Regions from separate parts of the Zea mays genome. Here region 2 is linked to region 1. The links are chromatin contacts, called in public Hi-C maps. All regions are on one chromosome and are shown on one strand. The core of a region is the stretch at or near the end of the contact, and the rest is flanking DNA. Distances in the headings are between cores, read along the strand shown.

Region 1 (7,289 bases), core at 2,770-5,269:
TCATAGGACTGGCCATTCCTTTCTGGCCTTCTAGGGGCCAGAAAGTACTCACTCTCACGGGTTTGATAGATTATATTATGGTGTTGGTGTGTCATATGGTGAGATGGGGAGTCTAGCTGGGACGGATACGGAGTTGGATATCCATCCTCCTTAAAAAACTCCGTGCCGGACCGTCCGACATTATATTCGGACTGTCTGGCGCCATACGCAGACGGTCCAAATGGGCTATCTAGGGTTTGCACGGCATGTGGCGGCTTGGGTGCAGGTCTCGGTAATTCGCTTCTAAAAATGGGATCGGCCGCCGCTGACCCGGACGGTCCGCGCCCACGTGCGGACGGTCCGGACATGCGCAGATCGGCAAATTTATCGCTGATGTGCGTGGGAGGCTGTCGTTGCCTAGGGTACATGTCCATCGGCATCCCATAAAGGGGTTGTGACTGGTCGTGACAACCTGTAGCCGATGAATTATGTGTGTACTCCCTCAATTCAACCTCGTGCGAAGGAAGATTTGACATAGTAGACTTATCAAGCACACGTACTAGCCTTTCATGATCATTTTGTATATCCCCTACGATACGTTGCAACTGTTCTCGTTGTTCGTCTATGTAAGCTTTAAGAGATTGGAGTTCGTTGGTGCTACTTACATTGGGGGTAATCGTAGTAGATCGGAGCGAAGCCAGATCTGTCGCCCGTTGCCGAATGACTTTGTTGTTCCTGTCCACTTTGAAGTCGGCCAGGAACTTCGCCTTTGCTTCTTGGATCAGCTGCTCCTGGCGCTCCTCGAACAGGAGCTATTTTTCAGCCGGCAAGTTTTCCCATGTCGGTGTGATGATATTGCTGGTGGAAACTTTAGAGCTATCCTTTGAACCGGCCATTGAGGGCCGATTTGATAGGTCTAGATGTGTTGTCCCCAGCGGAATCGCCAAAAAGTATGTTGACGCCTTTTCGGAGCGCCAAACACTCAACAAGAACCGTGGCGGTGCTCTCTGGTCAGGCACGGACGGTCCGCGGCCTGGTGCGAGGCTAGGGTCCTCTGCCTGATGGTCGGACGGTCCGCGCCCTGGGGGCCGGACGGTCCGCGCGTACGCAGGGGCGGCGGAAGGTCGCCGGCGGCGGCCTGAATCTCGCTCCCGGGAGGGACCCCGTCGGGGAGGAGAGATCCTAGGAGTTGTCTAGGCTCGGGCCAGCCGACCTAGACTCCTCTAATCGACGTAGAGTCGAAGAGAAGCGGAGAATTTGGGGATCGAGAGGCTAAACTAGAACTAGACTAGAACTACTCCTAATTGTACTGGAAATAAATGTGAAATAGAAGTTGTATTGATTCGATTGATGATTACAAATCGGCCGTATACCTCTCTATTTATAGAGGAGGGGGGCTGGACCCTTTACAAACAAACTTCCCGAGCTAATTCCGAGAATCTAGCCAACAAACACAATAAAAAAACTTGGAACCCTAATTTGTTCTACGCACGCGCGGACCGTCCGGCCCACAGGCGCGGACCGTCCGGACCGCGGACCGTCCGGCCCCAGGGCCGGACCGTCCGCCCTCTCTTTTTGGTGTCGAACAATAGCGATTACTAACGTTTAAAACCAACAAATAACATTTCCTTTTACTGTTAGAGTGACAAATCATTGTTGTTCCATCTAATCTAGCAACCTCAAACACCATGGAGTCCATTGCGCCAATGTGGTCTCAGAAATGACCTAATGCATGCAAGAGCCAAGAACACAAGGGACGAGCACCCTGTGGTAGTGCCCATATGGATCTTCAAATCCTAACATATATTTTGCAAGATCAATGAGCCATCATCAGAAGAACACAAACCACGTGCAGATAATATACATATGTACAATTTATATTCAATATTCAAAACAACTGAGCATGATGTTCTAGTGATTAGACGACTTCATCCAGTGTATCTCGCCATCAGGGCGTGGCTTCGAACCCCATCTCCTGCACCGCTTTTTAACATTTTACGCCGATTTAACTAAATGGTCCGACGGGCTAACGGGCCGGCCGACACGGTCAGCAGGCGTGTCATGCCTGAGCCAGAGCTGCGGCCCGCGAGCGTTGGGCTTAGCGGGCCCGTGCCAGGCCGCCCGTTTGCCCATCTATCTATGCGCCGAGGTGTGGTTTGGGACGTGAAGGTTGGTTGCAAGGAGGGGACGGGCGTGCAGTGGGTTAATTTGAAATAGATGTGAGAGATTATTTGTAAAAAGATGATGCGGACCGGTGAAACTGGTGCTTTAATATAGTAGAGATAGAGATAAAGACTAAACTAAGTTTCAAAACTAAAAATTAATTTCACCATTGTGTTCGTCGCTTGATATATTTATCTCTAGACCAGTCATTATATTTTTTAACAGTGTCAGTCATTATATTTATCAGGATCAATCATTCTATAAATACTCAGTCATTCCATCCTTTACTCTCAGATATTTATAATAATTATTGAGATAAGCAGCTATTTTATTATGGTTATTATAGTTATTAGGATCAATCATTCTATAAATAACCAGCCATTTATAAGAAATACTGAGATAATAAGCAACGGATGAGCGAAACGGGCGTGAGATGGGCATTAAGGTAATAAACTAGCTTTGGACTCGTTAAAAACCGAGCTATAGAATTAGCTTGACTTATTTCGTTTGTCAAGCTTATTTAGTTCACGAGCCAAAAAAACAATATACATATACTATCTAACAATATATTCAATTGCTAGTTAATTTCAGACCAATTTAATATTAGAAAAAGAATAATAATGCTCATAATTTCATATTTCAACACTAAATTAATATAATTCATTACTTATTAGTTCATTCAACATTAGTGTAGGTTTTGTTTGCTCATAAATGCTAGCTTATTTGAGCTAACGAGCTTGGCTCATTAACCGATCGAGATACTAGATCAGCTAATGACAAAATTGGAACGAGTCGAAACGATAGAACCAAACTGACTACGAATCGAACGAACTGGCGAGCCACGAGTATTTTGTTCAGCCCTTGGTTCAGATCAGGCCAGTAAAGCCACACAACCGACCTAGAGCGCCAAATTTAATTCTGGCCGATCAATAATAATACAAGGAAGAAAAAGAAGATTTATTTTTCAACGATGAGCATCGCACAATAATGCATTTATTTATTATAAGATGAACATGCATGCATGCGTGCATGAATATATTCCCCCACGCTAGCTAGCTGCTACCTGCTAGCTATGTCGACGACTTTTAGTTATTTATTAATTTGACAAATGGCTGCGGTGGACACGCATGGATTTGATTCGAGATGCTCGGCGGTGACTCGATCTTTCGTTAGCTAGCTTGAAGAAGCTACGAACCCTGAGGCGCCTTGTAGCTAGCTAGAGAAGCAAAAGCTACGTACCAAAAGCTCCAGCTAACAAAGGCAGGGTAAAAGTATTCGTGACCTAGTGGAAGAAATATTTCTTTGATCTTCTTCATGTGTATCCAGAAAAGAAAAAGATAGTAAAGCATATGCTTATATATATAGTAGATGCTTATGCATGCATGTCGGAGTACATATGTACTACTTACTTATAGCAGTAGCAAGCTACAAATGCATATGGTAGCTAGGTGTTGGATGCATGGATTGCTGCTGTTCCGGCGATCTTCCGGCCAGAGCATGAGATAGATCGATCGATCGAGAGTACTACCGGCCGGCCAGAGCATCTGCTACTGTTCCGGCGATCTTCCATCAGCGGATCAGCGGAGGTATGTAATTTACATACCCGGCAACCTGTAATCTACAGTTATTTGGAAGCCCAGGATATATATATATATGGATTTGTTTTTTAGGAAAAAAAAATTCTCATGCATTTTAGATAAATACAAAATACACACATTCTAGACTACGTACGCACGTAGATTATTTTCACTTTGCTCGTAAATCAATAAACAACTTTCCCATACCATGAGAATGAAGGCAGGCCCAGCCCAGCCCAGCCCAGTCCAGTCCAGTCCAACCCAAACCTCAACCGACACTCCCCGTGGGGGGCGGTGCCGTCGCCGGCGACTCGCCAATTTTGATTTGAAGAAAAGAAACCACCAGCCACCACGCCCGCGGCCGTCAGCCGGAGGTGAAGGTGAGGCAACCAATACCCGGATGGATTCCTCTATTAGCTACGTACTAGTCTGATTCCCCCACCGTCACTCCTCGGGCCGCCCCCAGTATTTTTCGATTCCATTACCTGAGGAATAATCTCATTAGTTAATTATTTGGGTTTGAACCAGATACGCATGCAATGCATGCAGGCAGGGTGTTCTGTTTCATCATTCTTTTTTTTTCTTCTCATCTCCGGCACGGGGACGGGGATCAGATTCACGCCACTTTATTATTTATTACTATGCTCACCACTTCTCAGCACGCAATTCATTACAAAAGGGTCCCCTGCCAAGATCCAACACTCATGAATTGCAACAATACGGATCGGAGACAGCGAGCAGATCTCGCGGACTTGCAATTGTAACTCATCTAATCCCTTATTACTTTCGTCGTTGTCGTCGTCGTCGTCGTCGTCGTCGTCATCATCATTTTGTGCAGCCTGTTTTATCTTCTTGCCGCAGCCCCTGCTGAGCTGTGAGCTGTATGCATGGCATGGCCACCCCTGTGGCGCCTCTTCTCCATGATGAGCCTCAAGCTGCTGGTATCTTACTCCCAGGGACAACCCAGCATTCAGATCAAACAAACTCTGACTCTAGAGTTGGAGAGCTTATACTGCCTAATGGGGATACTTATCGTGGCGCGTTATCGGGCAACACGCCACATGGCCCAGGTTGTTATATCTGGTCCGATGGTTGTGTTTATGAGGGTGATTGGAGGAGAGGCCTCAGGCATGGCCGAGGCAAGACGCTGTGGCCAACAGGGGCCACCTACACAGGTGACTACTCCGGTGGCTACATTTATGGTCAGGGAACGTATACCGCCGGGCTTAACAGTTACAGGGGAGGCTGGAAGCTGAATCTTAAGCATGGCCACCTTGGCCTACAGACATATCCCAACGGAGACACTTTTCAAGGTTCTTGGGTGCATGGGCAAATGCAGGGGCATGGCACCTATACCTGGGCAAATGGGAACACTTATGTTGGCGCCATGAAAGATGGGGTCATGTCAGGCAAAGGAATTCTCACATGGAACAATGGAGATTCATTTGAAGGGAACTGGTTAGATGGTGCCATGCATGGCTATGGAATCTACACATGGAAGGACTCTGGCTACTATGTAGGAACCTGGACAAGGGGGGTCAAGGACGGAAAAGGCACGTTCTATCCAAAATGCCGTGGGATTCCGGTTACCGACATCGACGATTTAAGAAACAGAGGTGTACTGCCTGGTGCTGAAAGCCAGACTCATGGTTCCCGTATCCTTCACTCTGCCTCATCGGACATGGCAGACATGGTGGCTAGCAGAAATCAGGACTCTGTAGGTATTTCATCTGTTAGAAGCTTGAATTTTGAGAAAACTCGCTCCACTAATGTGCTACTGGAAAGAAGGTGGAGCCTTGGAGTGGCTATTGAAAAATTCCTCGGTCGCGAAACCAATGAAAGTTCTGCAATTGAAAGATGTGAAAACAAGGCTGATTCCAACCTTCCTATACTGGAACGGGAATATATGCAAGGTGTTCTCATCAGCGAGGTCGTGGTGGATGCAAGCTTCTCGAATCCATTAAAAAGGGTATCACGCCGCCAGAAGAAAATAGTGAAGGACATAAAGAAACCTGGGCAGACAATAATTAAAGGACATAGGAGTTATGATCTGATGCTCAGTCTGCAGCTTGGAATCAGGTAATGAATACAATGAGACACCAGGAGGAACTGATATTTGAATGTCTTCACTTTCTATTTCGCTCCTTATCAATGTTCTCCATTATATGTTGTTAAATGCTTGAAATTGTATTAACCCATATGCAAGGTTCCAGAATGTATATCATATAAGCCACCTACTGTGCATGAACTGCATATATCTACCTCCATTTACCAAAATAGTTATGAATTATTTGTCTTTGCAGTGTCAACAAAATGCGAAGGAGAACTAGGTGGCGGCTTTCTGTCATCTAAAAGTAATTGTAGAGCATAACTGACCGGTTAGGAAATGACTTTCGGCTGGAGAACTAGGTCTTTCCATTGGGTGCTCCGTAAACCCATAACTTTTACTTAAGATTAGCAGTTGTGGAGTGAGAGGTATACACATGGAATGCGAACTTGATAGTTGATCAGAAGTTATGACTTCAGACATTTTTATCACAAACTTTAACAAAGCAAGTGCTACATAATACAAACCAGTGTCAATTATCTTGTTCATGTTTGCATTACAGAATGTAGTGGAAGAGCGAGTGTCATGATGGTGATGCAAATTGTAGCAAATGTGTGCATTTGTGGTCCTCATCTGGAGCCAAAGATCTCCAGGAGTTCCTTGTAAGGTTGCTTACTGTGGACATTTGATCCTCTGTTCTTTTTGGTAGTCTTTTATGGTCCCCTTCTTTGTTTGCTGGCTGATAGTCTGGTTCTGGTTGTGTTGGTTGTGTCATTGTGTGCCTTGGCCATTGGGTGTGTTGGATCCTTGGAGGCAGGGACGAAGGCGGTGGGGTGGCCAGGCTCGAGCCCCTCCTACCACTGCCGAGCCCATGGAGCCCCACTAGAACCTCCCCTAAGATTTTTAGTGTATACATATAATGTAGAAGGGGTTCCTATATTGCAGTGGTTTAGTTTAGTCCCTCATAAAATTTTTTCTGCCTCCGTCCCTACTTGGAGGTGTGTGTGTGTGGAGGGGGGTCTTTTCTTCCTCCCCTATGTACTTTCCCTTTCTAAGGAAATGATAACGCAGATCTCCTGTGTGTTTGAGACTTTGAGTAAAAAAAAAGCAGAAGAGCACTAAATTTCTGTAGTTCTTAAAGTGCAATGCTGTTCAAAATGTGATTTTTCATATGGAGTTCATAATAGGGAATTGGAGTGATGGTTAAGCATATAGTTGGTTATAGTAAGAGCAATTAAAGCACTAAGGGAAGCTCCAAGTCTTACAAAGTTTCACTGTTATTGACATTCTTTTTTTAACACAAACTGTTATTGACATTCTGGAGTTTGTTTCTTAATGGTATAGAAAAATGTACCAGAATGTTCTAGTATATCTACTATCAACAGGGCATTGTCTTATTGAAATATCCAACTGAATGATTATACATTTATACTCAGGTATACAGTTGGAAAGATTACACCTATTCAGAGACGTGAAGTGCGAGCTTCTGATTATGGTTCCAGAGCAAGTTTCTGGATGAACTT
Region 2 (7,289 bases), core at 2,644-5,143, 150 kb before region 1:
TTTTTACTCTTACCCTTGTTTGATCTGGTCGTGGGCATGGACAGGCTGCAACGATATAGTCCTATGCCAGTGAACTGGTCTAACAAATGGATGATCATTCCCTATCAAGGAGCAACTAGGTGTTTACAAGGTGTTCACCCTTCTGTTCCCACAGGAGCAATAGTGGAGCTGTGGTTACTCTCGGCCACCTCCCAGCAGAACCGTTTCCCTGACAGCAAGATGCCAACAATCAATACTCAGGTGCAGGATATTCCTTCCCAGTTTTTGGATATTTTTGAGGATCCAGTTGGGTTGCCTCCAAGCAGGCCGGGTGATCACAATATCCCTCTGTTACTCGGTGCACATATGTTTACTGTGTGCCTCTATCAGTACACACCGGCTCTCAAAGATCATGATACGCAAGCACAAGAGTTGTTGACTCAATTGGCCATCGTCTCAGCATATCCCAATTCACCTTTCACTATGCAGTTGGTACATGGTCCAAGTGATCTGGTCAGGGATGGATGCTTCGCATGCAACTTGGGAGGACGCCGAAGCGCAGAAGAATCGCTTCCCATCAGCGACCGCTTGGGGACAAGCGGCGTTCGAAGAAGGGGGGAATGTCAGCATCAGCCCTTCGATAGAGCAGGTCTTGCCGGTTGTGGCACAGGAGCAGTTGAACGCTGAGTTGGATGATGGGCCAGAAGAGCAAGCTGATGATGGGCCGAGAAGGGGCGTTCGTCAAAGGAAAATGAACCCACGAATGCACAAGCAGAGACTGGAGTATATATATATTAGGAATGTGTTGTGGTAGAGGGTATGAAATGTAATAACCTAAACTTCCACTTGTTTCCAGCCGTCACGGCGCTACCAGCTCTCTGCCATATCTCTCTGTTCCTCTGTATCTTCCTCTTCTCTCATACATCTCCACTAGTAATCTGTTAACAAATTTCCGTGCTTAAATTTAGCCCAGACCTGCTAGCCTGTTTTGTTGGCTAGATTCTCATCATCGTTTCCTTGTATATTTTTGCATATTGCAGTTTTGTAGGCTAGCAGCTGCGACCGTCTTCTCCTATTACTATCTGAAGCTCTGAACTTGGAAGATAACTCTCTCAGCCTTAGCGGTCTGGTGCTGACCGGTAACCGCCGCGCCTGGGATTCTGAGCTGTGGGTGATGTTCTTGTACTTTCTTTATTGATGGCGAATGCAGAAGGTTCTTGCCTCGTGAGATGTCCAAACTGTCTCGACATTCTCCCAGAACCGCACAACGTTATAGTCTACAAGTGCGGCGGATGTGGCACCATCCTTCGTGGTAATTTTGTTTGGTAGTCCGCTGAGAAATAAAGTTTATCATTTGTTTGCTCATAGTTTCTGAAGTACCCTCGTTGTGCTTTTGCAGCTAAAATCTGTGCTAGCAATGGCCAACACATGGCTGCAAAACAAGGTCGCCAAGACTCTGACAGTTATTCGGTCGCTACAGCTGTGAGCAATGGGGCGCCTCCTCGAAATAAAGAGCGAGGCTCAGAGAGCTCCTTCAATGTTGATGCTCCTAGCTTCGAGCATGGCAACAATAGGACAGGGAAGGGTGAAAATGGTGATGATGTGCTGGCTAGGCAGAATGCTATGGTGGTTCACCATGCTGAGAGCAAGGAAAACCACACTGTGGAATAACCTACAGAGAATAGGGTGAAAATGGTGATAATGTGCTGGCTAGGCAGAATGCTATGGTGGTTCACCATGCTGAGAGCAAGGAAAACCACACTGTGGAACAACCTACAGAGAATTCAAAGACCTTCCGAGTAGTAAGTGGACGTGATGATATAGAACAACTCTAATAACAAAATGGTTTCTTTTGAGAACAGCAAAGCAGTCGCGGCCGTCAGTATGCAAGATCCTGAGCAGAAGGAAGCAGGCAGAGTCAGAGCTGAACATGCAACTAACAAGAAGGGTTATCTTGTGAGGGTACTATCTTGGTCCTGTGATCTTCAATAGTCACGACTCACGAGACTCGACTGATTTCCATTGTGCACGGACTTCTCTGCAGCCGAAAAGTTTTAGAGCCAGTGAGATTGTATTTGATTTCCATTTGTCATGAGACTCGTCAAACAAAAGGCAATTGAGATTATATTTGAAATATTTTGATGATTATAAGGATTTTTGGGTTGACCGGAAGTAGCCTCTACTCTCTACTCTTATAATACACCAGTTTTCATCGTCGTAGTGCGTCAGGAGATGGATGGTGCAGGAGATTAACAACATTTTGGTTGTTGGTAAATAATTTGAGTTAGGATCGATGATAATAAATCTCTTGTGTATTTTTATGTAATCGTTGTATACTCATATTTTATAAAATATTGGTATTGTTTATTTTTTTACTAGTGATGGTACAATCTTATATATCTTTTAAAGTATATAAATCTTAACTTTTAGTTACGCTAACAAAATTATAGAATAATAATTAGTGTTTTGGTATATCAAATTATTTTATTATATTGATTTCGTAACAACATATATAATATTAGTGTTACAGTAATATTTTAACACATGGATTTTATATATCATAGATACTATTTTTTTTCTCGTAGTAACGTAGGAGCATGAAACTAATATAAATATATGGAAAATGCTGATGGATCCTTATTAATTTCGCGAGAGAAGATATGCGTGGGCGGATGGAAAGACATGTGCAGCCCATCAGTTGGTCTGCGGCGGCGGCTCGTGGCGGTGGTGGTCACCATTGCCGCCATCCTCTTCCTCTGCTTTTGCTTTGTGCTGCTGTTTCTTCTTGAAAAGCTTGCGATCCAGGTGCTGCTTGAATGTGCGCGGCGTGAACCTTGCGGGGTGGCCTTCCGTGACAAGCTCCGGCAGCGGGTGCAGCAGCACGGAGTCTGGTGGCGGCTCGCAGAAGACGACCCAGGAGATGCGCACGGCCTCCCGGTTGACGAGGCCGCGGTGGAGGACGCTGGTGTAGCGGCCGTTGCTGAGGATCTCCAGGGCGTCCCCCACGTGGACGATGATGGTGCCCGGCTCGTGGCGCGCCGTCACCCAGCGGGCGCCGTGGAGCACCTGCAGGCCCGGCACGCCGTTGTGGAGGATGAAGGAGAGGGCGCTGACGTCCGTGTGGGCCTCCACGCCGACGGCCAGCTCCGGCTGCGGGCACCTCGGGTAGTAGTTGATCTTGAGCTGCAGGAGGAGGTCGTCGTCAGCTGCTGTCCTGGTGGTGGTGGTGGTGAGCGCCTTCTCTAGCGCGTCGCCACGGTCTGTGCCAAGGAGGCCCATGGAGAGGATGGCGAGCAGCGTGGAGGCCAGGTCCCGCGTTCGGCGGCCGAAGTCGCGGGTGGCGGCGATGTAGTCGGGCGGGTACGCAGGCCAGAGCGCGTGGTCGGCGAGCCCGTCGGGGTGCACAAGGTGGAAGAGGTAGTCCTCCCACTCGCGCTGCCCGCAGGTGTTGGTGGCGAGGCGGCTGCCGTAGCCCTGCAGGCGGCCGGCGGCGGGGTCGTTGGCGTAGGCCTCCTTGTCCTGGACGGGGAGGGCGAAGAAGGCGGTTCCTGCGGCGCGCAGGCGGTCCATGAGCTCGGCGGGGATGCCGTGGCCGGCGATGTGCATGACGCCCCAGTCGGCGGCGGCGGCACGCACGGCCTCCACGCATTCGTCCCGCTGCTGCTGCTGGCTGCTGCTGTCGAGGAACGGGGAGATGTCGACGACGGGGATCCTCGGCGCGGTGTGGTCGTTGGCATGGGTGCGCGCCAGGTCGAAGGCATCCCCGAGGCCGGCTCGCTCGTCGGCGGGGCGGACGTACTCGGGCGGGATGGCGGAGAGGCCGCTGAGGCTCAGAGCCTCCACGCGTGCCGCCGGCAGCTGCAGCAGCGGCGACGACTCCATGTCTCTGCTTGCTTTAAGATGGATGGATCGTCGTCGAGATGGATGCATCTCTGCTAGGAGCTTCTCGAGATGTATATATATTGCTGTACATACAATACAAGCCTGTTGTTGTTAGCTACTTAGCTGCCTGCCATTCGTCTTGACTGGTGGTTGCGATCGCGACGACAGGCATAGGCATTGCATGGAGGAGCCAGCTACCACCCGAACACGTGCCAAGGGAAAAAAATTTGGTGCAGCACTGCTGCAAACCAGAGTGTTTGCAGCCCCTCACAAAAAAGAGGATAGACCCCACCCGCAGCAACAATAATACAACTAAAACGTTATCTGCTGGACCTGCAGGTGGGGTCTATCCTCCTTTTTGTGAGGGGCTGCAAACCACTCTGGTTTGCAGCAGTGCTGCACCAAATTTTTTTCCGTGCCAAGCGCCACCCAATCCGACGGTCACCTGCTGGTATATGTGGCCAGCGGCGGCGGGCGAGACCATTCCGTGGCACCTTGGGATTAGCTTGATGCTTGGCAGGATTATTGTTGATCACTGGAATCAGCCATGGGTCACTCAAATCAATACATGTGTACGTTAATTCTATACTAGTTAGATGTCCGTACGTCGTTAGGTAGATCTTATTTAAATAGAATAGTTATTCAAACACTTGCATTCCTCAAATAAATAGATCTAAGGTACCGTTTAGTTTGGGGTGACTAAAGTTTAGTCACTTTTAGTCCCTAAAGAATTAAATATGGTGACTAAAGTGTTGTGACTAAACTTTAATTCTTTAGTCACCAAGGGATGGCTAAAAGGGATTAAAGTAGGATTTTTACCTTATTTGCCCTCTTCACTTTCTTTTTGCAGCAAATATCCACTAATTAATATGGACAACATAGTCATTATTTACATCAATTAATGCTCTTTAGTCTGGTTTAGTCACTGAAACCAACGAGGTACTTTAGCGATTAAACTAAAGTTTAATCTAGTGACTAAAGTAACAAACAGGGTGAAGTAAAATAAGCGTGTATTCCTCAAACAAATAAAATATAACAAATAAGATCATCAATAACTAAATTCAGCCGTATATGATCTAAATATTTTTTCAATGTTTTTTCTCTATCGGCAATAACTAAATTCAGAAGAAACCATAATTTTTAACAAATTGATTTAACATTAATTTCATTTATAGCAAACTATTATCATGGCATTCTTTAACAAAGAATTAATCGTGTGCTTCAGTTTACAAGAGGTACAATATACTCATCAAACACTCATAAACAAACAAATATTGAATTTTTAAATATAAAAACGAAAAAAGGAGGTCACGTGATAACAAACGCCGAGATTCTCCCACAGCTTCTCGGCACAACGCTTCCCACGCAAGCCGCAATACAATGGTAGGAAAGAATCAGCCAAAGCACCGCGTGTCCGCGTCCGTAGAAAAGTGGTCCACACCTGTGACCCTTCGACTGATTTTTTTTTCATTTTAGGACCCTTTTGCAGAGAAATTTCACATTTAGATTCTTGTAGGAACAATTCTTAAATTTAGACTCTTTGCTCAGCGTCATGAGCCATGGCACCAAAGTAACACGTTTCAGCGTCACAGATCTTGGCGCCGAGGTGTTGGCCCCGATGACGTAGATGGATCGAGCTGGCAGCTCACGTGGTCTAGTTTTGTGTTAGACCTTGGCGCCGAGGTCTAGGTCTGTGATATAGATCTTCGTAAATGGTGCGCTTGCTGGTGATGCTGTTGTCGCTTACGGAAACTACGTCCCCCTAACCATTGAGCAGCAACAGCATCAACAAGCAACAGTCGCAGAGGCCAAGGGCAGCCAGCAGCAGCAGCCGGAGGAGGCTAGCAGCGACGGCGGGGGCGATAATCCTGGCATCCCAGCTACTACCGCCTGTGGCGAGAAGCGCCGCCGGCACGTACGTTCGACTTGCAGCTCACGCTGCCGGAGAAGTCCAGCGAGGAGACAAGGACGATCTCCAGGTGCAGGAGCAATACGACAACATCGTCCTCGCTCTCGATGAGATTTTCTCCAAGATCACGTTGAATACTCAGAAATCTATATTTCCAGTTCCTGGATACAAAGGCGGAGCACGGATAAGAGAGAACTAGGATCACGTTCACATGAAGGAAGAACTAGCAGCAAATGGGGACAGGCAAGAAGGATCCTTGTTGCTAATTGCTATGTAGCGACATTTTTTCCCTTCTAGAGAGAACTATTTAGCTAGTTCTTGTGAGTATCCTTCGCTACATCTATTTACCCTACTGTCGGAAGGGGAAACCAGAAAGAATCACACTTTTCATCTATTTACCCTTCTTGTGAACTTACGTTGCTACATCTATTTACCCTATTGTCTGAAGGAGAAACCAGAAACATGGAAGGACCTGAAATCTCAAGATAAAATACAGTCGTATGTGGGAAAAGGGTGCTAATTAGTGAACATCACTTCAAATTCTTACCATTGTAATGCCAGGAAACACGAAGCTAGGAAGATTTTCATCTATTGCCACAGTAAGAGCATCTCCCAGAGTGTGGCTTAAAATAATGCCTTAAAAATTAAAAAGAGGCTTGATTTAAAGTATTTAGGACACACAAAACAAATTAAGCTCCAACAGAGAAGCCCTATACCGAAATATAGTTGATCTATTCCCACCGAATTATTTCCGCCATGTTTTTCTACTTATTTATCTCCGTTTCGCGTGTCATATTTTCCTCCCTCTTTGCTATTTCGCGGCCCATAACTTTGTTTCCTGGCTTCATCATCGCCAAACGCAGTAGCCGCCCTCTACATCAGTACACCTGACGCAGCCGCCACCCTAAGCACCTGACGCGACTTGGTTCATCTAGAGGTGAGACCACTCTCATCCATCTGTTGTTTTGATATTTCCTAGATCACAGAGTCGTACGTATGATAATTGAAGATGAACGTGATGCTAATCGTGTATACAAGTCATATGACAAGAGAGATGCCGAGACAGAACATGTGGTTTCACGAACACGGGCATCAAATTTTACATCATTTGTTGACAAGCATGAAGAAATATAGGATTCTCGCATTCATCATCAACTCCAACAAGACTTAGTTGAACATTTATGGGACTGACGAGGGTAGATGAACCAGCAACAGTAGTGAACCCACATCTTATTAGAACAAATAAGATAGAAAAGTTGCAGATTATTAGAACAAATAAGATAGAAAAGTTGCAGCTTATTAGAACAAATAAGATAGAAAAGTTGTTGGTATGCGGACTACAAAAATAGAGTACTCAAGGATTTAAAGCAGCATTTAGCCTAGTTATTGGTATGTGGACTATGATGAAGTATGCCCAAAACGGCGAGCTAAGATCTCATGTTTCATAAACTTGAAGTATTATTTTGCCTCGTTGTCCATTGTACTTGTGTCAGTTTCCATTATCTTTTTGTCAAACTGG

What was found. A called contact is a pair of places that touch in the nucleus more often than the background predicts.
Region 2: a contact with region 1 is called in a Hi-C map of endosperm, with 4 times the contacts expected there. The contact joins the promoter of LOC100127010 here to the promoter of LOC100281652 in region 1. A contact is called at or near these places in 3 of 25 Hi-C or Micro-C datasets (ear, endosperm and tassel).

The regions. Positions count from the first base shown.
Region 1 is chr5:67,935,180-67,942,468 of Zm-B73-REFERENCE-NAM-5.0, reverse strand. LOC100281652 reads left to right here and starts at 4,019. Exons shown (of 9, transcript NM_001154571.2): 1 at 4,019-4,099; 2 at 4,379-5,798; 3 at 7,203-7,289. The coding sequence starts at 4,612.
Region 2 is chr5:68,083,324-68,090,612 of Zm-B73-REFERENCE-NAM-5.0, reverse strand. LOC100127010 (anthocyaninless 2) reads right to left here and starts at 3,893. Exons shown (of 1, transcript NM_001112604.2): 1 at 2,351-3,893. The coding sequence starts at 3,861. The coding sequence ends at 2,674. It overlaps LOC111589308, which reads left to right. Exons shown (of 3, transcript XM_023300130.2): 1 at 1-805; 2 at 1,020-1,291; 3 at 1,379-2,130.